Linked DNA regions of Ovis aries: region 2 is linked to region 1. A link is a contact called in public Hi-C data. All regions are on one chromosome and are shown on one strand. The core of a region is the stretch at or near the end of the contact, and the rest is flanking DNA. Distances in the headings are between cores, read along the strand shown.

Evidence for each region. A called contact is a pair of places that touch in the nucleus more often than the background predicts.
Region 2: a Hi-C map of muscle shows a contact between it and region 1, with 3 times the contacts expected there. The contact joins the enhancer-like site here to the promoter of TLNRD1 in region 1. A contact is called at or near these places in 3 of 16 Hi-C or Micro-C datasets (muscle, omental adipose tissue and tail adipose tissue).

Annotation. Positions count from the first base shown.
Region 1 is chr18:24,645,909-24,650,851 of ARS-UI_Ramb_v3.0, reverse strand. TLNRD1 (talin rod domain containing 1) reads right to left here and starts at 2,895. Exons shown (of 1, transcript XM_027957134.2): 1 at 1-2,895. The coding sequence starts at 1,576. The coding sequence ends at 488.
Region 2 is chr18:24,723,930-24,728,872 of ARS-UI_Ramb_v3.0, reverse strand. No RefSeq gene overlaps it. Among named protein-coding and RNA genes, the nearest start is that of CFAP161, 25 kb to the left of the region's middle. Within about 2 kb of position 2,957, at least 13 of the 54 cell types and tissues checked have an H3K27ac peak or open chromatin away from gene starts, as enhancers often do. A contact at or near this core is called in muscle and tail adipose tissue, where this site is marked.

The sequences.
Region 1 (4,943 bases), core at 1,646-4,145:
AATAACAACATACAAACAAAAGGTAGCTACATCCATGTCTAAGGAGTGAAAACTGAGGTAACCTTTCTTTTAATTAGGGAAGAAAATAAAAGACCAAAAAAGAAATGAACCCATGACCTCCTTCCTGCCCAAATAATAATAAAATTTAGTTGAGGAGTCCCGGAAGGGGAGCTGGGGTAGGGGGCGGGGGTTAACACCGCAACCAACAGACGTCACATCTTCCACCTGCTGGTCCCTACTGTGCTTGGGCTGGTGGGGCACGGGGCCCTCAGAGTGCGTGCATAAATGGCATGTATGCATGTCCCTGCCTTCTGGAAGATTCCTCATGAGCATTTAACGGGGCGGGGGGTAGGGGGCAAGCTTCACCGTTGATTTCTTTGGTATAAATGGAAAAGGGCAGAGAATATGTTATCTTCCTTTAGCCTGGGAGTGGGTTGGGGGGATGGAACAGGGAGGGGATGAGGGTGAGGATGGGGGGAGGGTGGTGCTAATTCACAGAATTGGAATTCACTGGCGGTAAAGTCCTGGGCGAAGACCTCTCCCTTAAAGCCTGAGATAGCAGGGTGCAGCCTTCAGACACGGCGCAGGCCGAGTTCCTCAGCCTCTCCCTGTGGTCCGACATCTTGGCGCCCCCGTCGGGGTGCTGCGCCAGATCCCTGAGGCACTGGGTCAGGAGCACGCAGGCCGACACCACGCTCATGGCACCTCCCAGGATGGCGGTCTGCACCGCCTTGCCCTCGGCGCTCACGGCCGCCGCGCGACCCAGGAACTGCGGCTCGGTGGCGAAGCCCACCAGGGCGCCAACTGCCTGCACCAATGGCCCGCTGAAGAGTGCGCAGCGGCTCCGCGCCAGCTCGCTGGGCGCCGCCTTCACCTCGCGCACGCAGGCCAGCAGCGCTGACGCGCTGGTGCTCATGCACTTGACGCCCAGCTTGAACTGCTCACGCGAGAAGCGGTCCCGGGACTTGTCGCTAGCCAGGGCGCACGCGTCCGTCAGGAACTTGAGGTTGCGCGACAGGCCCTGCGACACCTCGAGCAGCAGCTGCGGGGTCATGTCGGCCAGCGGGGTGGCGCGCAGCACGGCGCAGCCCTGCTCCACCTCGTGGCGGCAGCGCGTCACGCGGTAGCGGTCCACCAGGCCCGGCTGCGCAGGCTGCGCGCCTGGCGTGGCCACGGCCGCCAGATAGGCCGCGTGGGCGGAGCACTCGGTCAGGGAAACCACCAGGTCTCCCAGCTCCACCAGGCTGTCCCCTGCTTCCCCGAAGCGGCCCATGTTGAGCTGGCTCTGCACGTCGTGGGTGAGGATGGAGAGCCCCTTGGTGCGCGCGATGATGGTGTCCCGGCACTGCTCAAAGGACTCGGCGCCGGCGCAAGAGGAGGCGGGGCCCTCGAAGAGCACGGGCCGTGCCTCACTCGACAGCAGCAGCAGGTCGGCCACCAGCTGCATCTTGCCTTTGCAGTGGTCACAGACGGACACCAGCCTCTTCCGCGGCTGCGACGAGGCCCCGCCGACGGCGCTCGCTGGAGCCGGAGAAGCCGCCTCGATACTGGGCTTCCCAGCGCTGCCGCTAGCCATCGCGCCCGGGGGGCACTGGCATGCCGCTGGGGAGCCCGCTACCACCGCCGCTGCCGATGCCGCCGCCCCCGCGGCCGTCGCGACTCAGCTGGCCAAGGCCGCGGTGCCTTCCCCGCACCATCATGCCATCCACCGCCGCGGGCAGAGGGCACTGGGCTGCGGCGGCCGGAGCCCCGGCGGCGCGGAGCGGGCCCGGGGGCCACAGAACGCAAGAGGCTCTTCGGGTAGCGGTGAGGGGCTGCAGCTTTCGGCCTCTTGGAGGGCTTGCAGGAACCATGAACCGGGGCAGAGCAAACTCACAGACTGCGCTCCTCGTCGCCAGAGTGCCAGGAAAGTCCCTTCCGCTGGGCTGCTGCTGCCGCCGCCGCCTTCCTGGGCATGGCCCGGTCCGACTGCCGGGGCAGGGGGGGGCGGGAGAGGGAAGCTGGGAGTTGTCCTTCCTTCCTTTCTTTGAAATAAAAATCCTTTCCTCGGGGAGGAGCGCGGGCGGCGGCTCCGGCAGGCTCTGCTGTCAGCCACCTCGGGCTCGGCGGCGCACGTGGGCTTCAGGCGTCCAGACCCCGCCGGGCGGCACTTCCCCGCGACGGCGGCCGGGGCTGGCCCTCGGGGACGCACGGCCGCCCCGTGGGCATCTCCTGCCTCCCGCTCTCGGGAAGCGGCGGCAGCAGGGCCGAGGGTGTGGCCGGTGCTGGCGCGGCCGAGTCAGTCGGGCGGGAGCCTGCACTGATTGCGCACAGCGGCCGCCCCGCTCGCGCTCTCGCCCGCCCGCCACGCCCGGGCGTGCCGGGCGCCGCGGCGGCCCCTTCCCGCCTCGCCGGTTCACAGAGCGCGGCCTGGAGCCGAGGCGGCACGCCCTCCCGGACCGCGCGCCCCACGGCCCGCCGCAGGCTGTCGGCGCGAGTCCATCCCCGTCGCCTCCTCCCCGCCTCGGGCCCGCAGCGGCTGAGCTCTCCCGGGACCGCGGGCCCTGAGCATCGGACGCCGCCGTGCGCGTCTCCCTGGCGGCCCGGTCAACTCAGAAGGTCCCTGCGGCGCTGCAGAGACCCGCCCGGGCCCCGGCTCCTGCCATTTTTGTCAACCTCCAACTTCCGAGCGAACCGGGAGAAACTGAAAGGAAGGGCGGGGGCCGAAAGGCAGAGGGGAAAACACCCGCTTCCTCTCCCCGCGCGGCTTCACCTCGGGGCACGGCCGTGGGTGCACCGCCGTCCGCTCGCCCGCCGGGGCCGCTGGAAGCTTTTCCTCTTCCCGTCCGCGCCTCGCCCCCGGGCTCGCCACCGCCGCCTCGGCCGTAACCTCCCTGGAGCCTATAGAAATCTTTTGTGTGGCGTCACCGCCTTTCGTTTAAATCCCGCTTCCTCCTCTCGCCCTTCCTCCCGCCCCCTCCGCCGCTCCCGGATGCTTGCGCGATGCGCTGCTCCTCCCCCGGGAAGCTGGGTGGCTGCGGGAGGACGCCCCCGCCCAGCGCTGACTCCGCGGGCGCCGGGCCGGTGGTCCCCGGCTGAGATGCAGGGGAGCGGGCCGGAGGGAGGCCCGTCCGGGCCGGGGGCTCAGCGCCCACCCTTGGGAGACCCGGGCGCAGCCGCCGGTTGGGCTTACGTAAGCTCTAAGCCCGACCCGGGGGCTCCGCGCTTCCTCCCCGCCCAGGGAGCAAGTCTCAAAGGTGGCCTGTTTTCTGGACCGAAGGGAGGACTCTTGGCACCATCGCCGAGTGGTGTGCTGGGGTCCAGTCATCGCGTTTTGTGGGCTGTCGATCGGTCGGCCAGGCTCTCCTCCGCCCTTTGTTGTGTTTGCTCCTCTTCCAGGGTGCGATCCTGGAGGGACTGTGCGGGTGAGCAAAGAGCCCTGGAGATGGGAGTCTGGGAAGAGCAGAGCTGGCCGCTGGCGGCTTCCTCCCTTCAGCTCAATAGCCTTTATATAGTTAGAGCGTGAGCTTTGAACCAGATTTTTTTTTCCTGGGGTCAGTCTTCCCCAGCCATGTATGAGTTGTGTGACCTTATACAAGTTCTCTCTCCAAGTCTCCGTTTTCTCCTTTGGAAATTAGATACTGTGCACTGACTGCCTGAGTACTTGGCTCATAATGTAGCTCTGAGAATTATGAGCCTGTACTGGCACAGTCTGCCCTCCCATAACTTATGTGTCGTCAGCTGCATAATGAAAGAATAGTGACCAACAGTTAAATAAGAGAAGCAGCCTTCGGAGGTAAACACCCCCATTTTACAGACTAGGAAAGTGTTGGTCAGATGCCTCACGTGCCTTCCCAAGGTCAGGAAGATAGCAAATGCGATGGCAAGAAGCCAACCGCCGACCTCTTTCTCATTTGACCCAGCCCTTGCTCTTCAGGAAGTGCTAGAAGCATCCAGGCTTTCCTCATTCCCCAAACCCGCCAGGATTCCAGGGGTCCCCCCACTTCTTAGCCCTGAAATAGGCCATCTAGGTGCCCAGCACAGCACAAGCTGGGTGTTTTCAGCCAATGGAAATGTTTGTTCTTCTGCCCCTTTCTAGAACCTAGTGTCACCTTTTTCCAGCCAGTTGTCACTTGTAACTGGGATGGATGACCTTGCAATTTATTGTCCAAACAGAAGCAGTTTTGAGACTAACTGTGAGATGTGTTACTAATAAACTAACCAGTAACAACAGCAGAGAAGGCACCCCACTCTAGTACTCTTGCCTGGAAAATCCCATGGACAGAGGAGCCTGGAAGGCTGCAGTCCACGGGGTCGCGAAGAGTCAGACACCACTGAGCGACTTCCCTTTCACTTTTCACTTTCATACATTGGAGAAGGAAATGGCAACCCACTCCAGTGTTCTTGCCTGGAGAATCCCAGGGACGGGGGAGTCTGGTGGGCTGCTGTCTCTGGGGTCGCACAGAGTTGGACATGACTGAAGTGACTTAGCAGTAGCAGTAGCAGTAACAACAGAGACAAACTTGAATGGTCACCCTGCTTATAACTTAAAGGGTCCTTGTATTTCTTCTTCATTCTATTTATTTTGCAAACTGAGGCCTATAACACTGCTCATTTTCTAAACTAGCAGTGATTCTGTAGGGTTGATCCTTTTTATTTCTCTACCAGAGAAAAACAGTTGGATAAATCAAGGTCTTTGCAGGTAACCTAGGAATAGCACCCTGGTTTTAGTTAGTTCTGAAAACTTCTCAGAAAGTCAGACCATACCCTTCACATCCAGTTTTTTTTATTCATAAAACTCCTCTGAAGTCAGAGGATTTTTTTCCAAAGCCACTTGGTGCTGCCTAGGGTCCTACTTTGCTTCTACATGTGCACTCTCTTTGGTTGTCGTTGTTGGAATTTCTGAACCCCAACAATGATCTGTGACACATAAAACATCCCACTATACTCAGTGACATTTGGTT
Region 2 (4,943 bases), core at 1,708-4,207, 78 kb before region 1:
TGAGGAACATTGGCTTCTCACCACAAGCCCATGGCTGAGATGTCTCTGGGACTTTCAGCTTGAGAGCTCTGTGTCTGGAAGGAACTCATTCTACAGCTAGAGCACCTCCTGAAAGGCTTACTTTTACTCTTTTACTCTTACTCTTACTCATGTGACTCCAAAAGCCTGAACCCTTCTCTCTGAAGGCATTTCTGGATGAGAAGAAGGGCTGGTCTCTCAGTATATCTGCCTGCAATGAAACCTCAGAATCGAGATCCCATCATCACCTTAGGCCACCCACTGACATCATAGGAAAGGTAGGCTTCCTGTTGTCCTTATTAGTAGATGCCATGGAAGAGGAGAGTTCAGCAGTGGAACCTCAAAAGGCCCAAGGAAGGGACCACCAGGATACCCAGAAGGAAAAGTACTCCTATATTCCCTTTCCTGGTAGGTGTTTTGGCTTTTTCCTGGGCAGCCCCAGTGTGGGCATTTTGCAGCTACGCCAGGGCAGTTCTTCCTCTGCATTTACTCAACAGTGTCCAGTTGATAGGGGCTTCCCAGGTGGCACTAGTGGTAAAGAACCTGCCTTCCAATGCAGATGACAAAAGAGACTCGGGTTCAATCCCTGGGTCAGGAATATCCCCTGGAGGAGAGCATGGCAACCCACTCCAGTGTTCTTGCCTGAAAAATCCTATGAACAGAGGAGCCTGGGGGGCTAAAATCAATGGGGTCACAGAATCGGACACGACTGAAGCAACTTAGCATGCATGTGTGTCCAGTTGATAAGACTGACGATGGACTTCCACTTAAGCCTGAAGTTTGGGCATAAAAACCAGTGTGCCGGTGAGGGTCACCAGGTGGCTGGCACAGTGAGGATGCAAGTCCTGTCCTGCTCCATGGGAAGCTGACACTAGAACCCAGTGCAGATCTCAATCTCTCATTCTTCTCATTGCCACGGTCATTACCACTGCTAATGGCAGCAATGGTAAGAGTGGTGTTATAGGTCAGAACAGCTAGGCAGTCAAGAACAAAACTGCAACAAGGACTTCCCTGACAATCCAGTGGTTAAGACTCCTCTGCAGGGGATGTGGGTTCGATCCCTGGTCTGGGAATTTCTACCTGCATTGCAGTATGGCCAAAAAAAGGTGAAACGTTGGACTTACCTGGTGGTTCAGTGGCTAAGACTCTGCACTCCCCATGTAGGGGGCCCAGGTTCAACCCCTGGTGGGGGAACAAGATTCCATGTGGCAACTAAAAGTTCACATGTTGCTACTAAAAGATCCCGCCTGATGCAACTAAGATCTGATACAGCCAAGTAAATAAATAAATAAAACATTTTTTAAGATGGCAACACATGTTTTCCCAAAAGAAATTAGATTATGCTTTCATTCAGCTGAACAGCTCAGAGCATCAAATAAATGAACCGATTAAATGTTTTCTTTAAAAAAAATCCTTAATAACTCATCCTATTAAATGACTATCATCTTAAGCATCCTCTCTGTGTCCATCACTCTCTTAGGCACTTTCCATGGAGACCGCATCTGATCTCCATGACGACTCTGCAGGCGGATCTACCCACTCTCATTGTAGAGGAAATAGCACTGAGAGCTTGGGTACCATGGGGCCAAGGGAAGTTAGGCAGCTCTTAAGAAGCTACTTAGAGGCCTTCCCAGTGGCTCAGCAGTAAAGAATCTGCCTGCAATGCAGGAGACTTACCGGAGATGCAGATTCAACCCCTAGGTAGGGAAGATCCCCTGGAGAAGGAAACGGCAACCCATCCCAGTATTCTTGCCTGGGAAGTCCCATGAACAGGGAAGCCTGGTGGGCTGCACTCCATGAGGTCACAAGAGTTGGACACAACTGAGCGACTGAACAACAACAAAGAAACTACTTATCAGGACTGCTCTGGTGGCCCAGTGGTTAAGACTCCGAACTTCCATGCAGGGGCTGCTGGTTCGGTCCCTGGTCTGGGAATTAAGATCCCACATGACACTTGGCCAAAAACTGAAATTCAAAAAGAAGCTACTTGTTACCACTCATGGTCAGAGTACCCTCAGAACTGCTCTCTGCATGCAAACCTAGAAGGGGACTGTGAAAACATGGAATAAAGAAATAACCCTCAGAGCAGCTTCCAATGTAGTAAGATCTCCTGAGGCTGAATCCAAGACCAACCAGACCAGAAAATCACCCACGAATGTTTCCAACTAGACCTGGGTTCAGTCAGTCTACCCGAGCACCTCCTGGGTGCCCTCGTATACTTCACTTCGTTCCCTATCCCCGAATAACCTTTGAGTTTAATTTCTCTGTGTTGCTTGTAATGAAACAGAGGTCCAGCCAATTAGGGAAGTTGCTCAAGATCCTGGGTCATCTGCAACAAAGCTGGGACTCTAATCTAGTCTGCTCACAGATAGAGGCCAGCTACTGAAATCCCTGATCAGGAAAGATCATAATTTTATTTTTTTTGAGATTTTTTTTCGAGTGTTTTCTTTATCTTTCGGGAAGCCCATGGGTACACACTGCATAGCAGCAAAGATTTAAGTATGGTTTTTGTCTTCTTTCCCTCTTTTTTTGTTCTCTTTCTACCTACTCCTCACCTTGTCTAAAAGGGACAGGGTTAGGACTTCCCTGGCAGTCCGGTGGTTAAGATTCCCCACTTTCAATGCAGGGACATGGGTTCAATCCCTGATGGGGGAACTTAGAACATGTATGCCTTGAGTGCGCGGCAAAAAAAAAAAAAAAAAAAAAAAAAAAAAACCAAAAAGGTTAAATAAGAAACTAAAAATAACAAGGAGAGGGTCTCTGTCTCTTTGCAGGGCTAGAGCTCCCTTACTGCTTGCTGTCTCCCAGGCACAAGGTCATCTGGCACCCACGTGATGGCTGCTATAATTATGAGCGCATTTGTGTGGCTCAGGGTGGAGAGAGAAGCGTGAGCTCACCGAGGGGCTGGGAAAGGAATGGCCTTGATCTGAGCTGCAGCCTGGTTCTAATTTTAGCAACGACGGAGCCCAGGACTTCCTGGACAGATCGCATTGCCCCGTGCTCTGCGCTCCTTGTGCTGGGCTGACACCAGACATGTGGAAAAGATTCGGATCACAAGAACCACCAAATCGGGTCACACCCATGGCTCATCCGGCCCAGCCGCTGTCTCAGAAAGTGGGGACGGGATGTCTCAGATGGCCAGAGCTTAGCCACCTCCTTGTAAAATCCCCTTACTTTATCAACAAGGACAGAGGTAAACAGCTATCCACAATGAACAGCCAGCACAGCAGGATCTCCAATCCCCAGTCTCCAGCATCCGTGCTTGTATGTTACCTGTCTTGTCACCCTCTCAAGGTTGGGGTTGCAGTCTGAGGTTTGTCTTTCCCTTTTGAAGAATGAGCCATGAGGCATATTTTTAAATAATTTTCCCTCCTAATGCTACATATCTTTAATAAGGTAAAGTTTACATACAGTGAAATGCCCATCTCTTGTGTATATGATGGGATGAATTTGAAAAACATATATGTCTCCCTGGAGACAAATAACACAACCAGGGGACTTCCCTGGTGGTCCAGTGGCTAAAACTCTGTGTTTGATCCCAGGTCAGAGAACTAGACCCCACAGGATGCAACCAAGACCCAGCGCAGCCAAATAAATAAAAACAAATATAAGTTTAAAAAGAAATAATCTATCAGCCCCCCAGAATTCCATCATGCCCCCTTTCCAATCAATTCATAAGTCCAGGGACTTCCCTGATGTCCCAGTGGTTAAGACTTCACCTTCCCGTGTTGGGGGTGAAGGTTTAATCTGTGGTTGGGGAGCTAAGAGCCCACATGCATCATGGCAAAAAAAAACAAAACATAAAACAGAAACAATATTGTGACAAATTCAATAAAGATTTCAAAAATTGTCCATATAGAAAAAAAAAATCTTAAAAAAAATATTCCCTGAGTCCTCAACAAAGGTGGGCTTCCCTGGTGGCTCAGATGGTAAAGAATCTGCCTGCAATGCCGGAGATCTGGGTTCAATCCCTGGGTTGGGAAGATCCCCTGGAGAAGGAAATGGCAATCCACTCCAGTATTCTTCCTTGGAGAATTCCATGGACAGAGGAGCCTGGCAGGCTACAGTCCATGGGGTCACAAAGAGTGGGACAAGACTGAGCAACTAACACTTTCACTTTCAACAAAGACAATTGCAGTTCTGATATCCACTGTCATAATTAGCTTTCTGGTTCTTCACTTTAAACAGAGGGCATCTTGGTGTCTGGGAGACAGAGAAGATGCTAACCAACCCTCAGCTTCTTGCAGGTCCTTCACTGGGTGGTTTCCATTGCATGGCTCTGATCCAAGCCTCTTCTTCTGGGGCTCAGCAGAAAAGACCCTTAACTCTTGAGTCTCCACCCCCTGAGGTCCCAGTGAGGAAAAGGAATTCAAACAAGGCCCTGTGATCCCTGTTATATAGTCAAGTGAGAAGTCATTCGTCTAGTTTCCAGCCACAAGAGAGGCTGGTCCCTCCTCTTTGCTCCCTCCTTCCCGACCTCCTGGAACAAAGTCTGCAAACCTTCTCGTTACTTAAGAATGAGTGTTCATCCCGCAATTAACCTGAATGTTTTTCTCATTAGAACACAAGCCCATTTCTTCATGCTCTCTCTCCCCAGGAAAGCTGTTGAACATTTGGTCAATAGAACAAGTAACTCAATGTGAAAGCTCCTTATATTTAATTTCATGATCTCACTGGGCAGAGATTTTCTACATCCACTCTGAAAATAATTTAGCATTGAAATGTTGTGTGTCATAACTGCTCCATCCTCACTTGGGTTTGAACTTTAATTCTACCAGTGACTGGTCCTGTTCTTGAGTCGTCATGTGTGTGTCCCCGGCAAGTCTGTTGTGTGCATCAGCAAGTGCTACCTCCCTGGGGACATTAAGCACTTGGGCTCACCTACACTGTCTCTCCTCTCAGTAACAATGAGTCTTGCCTTGTCT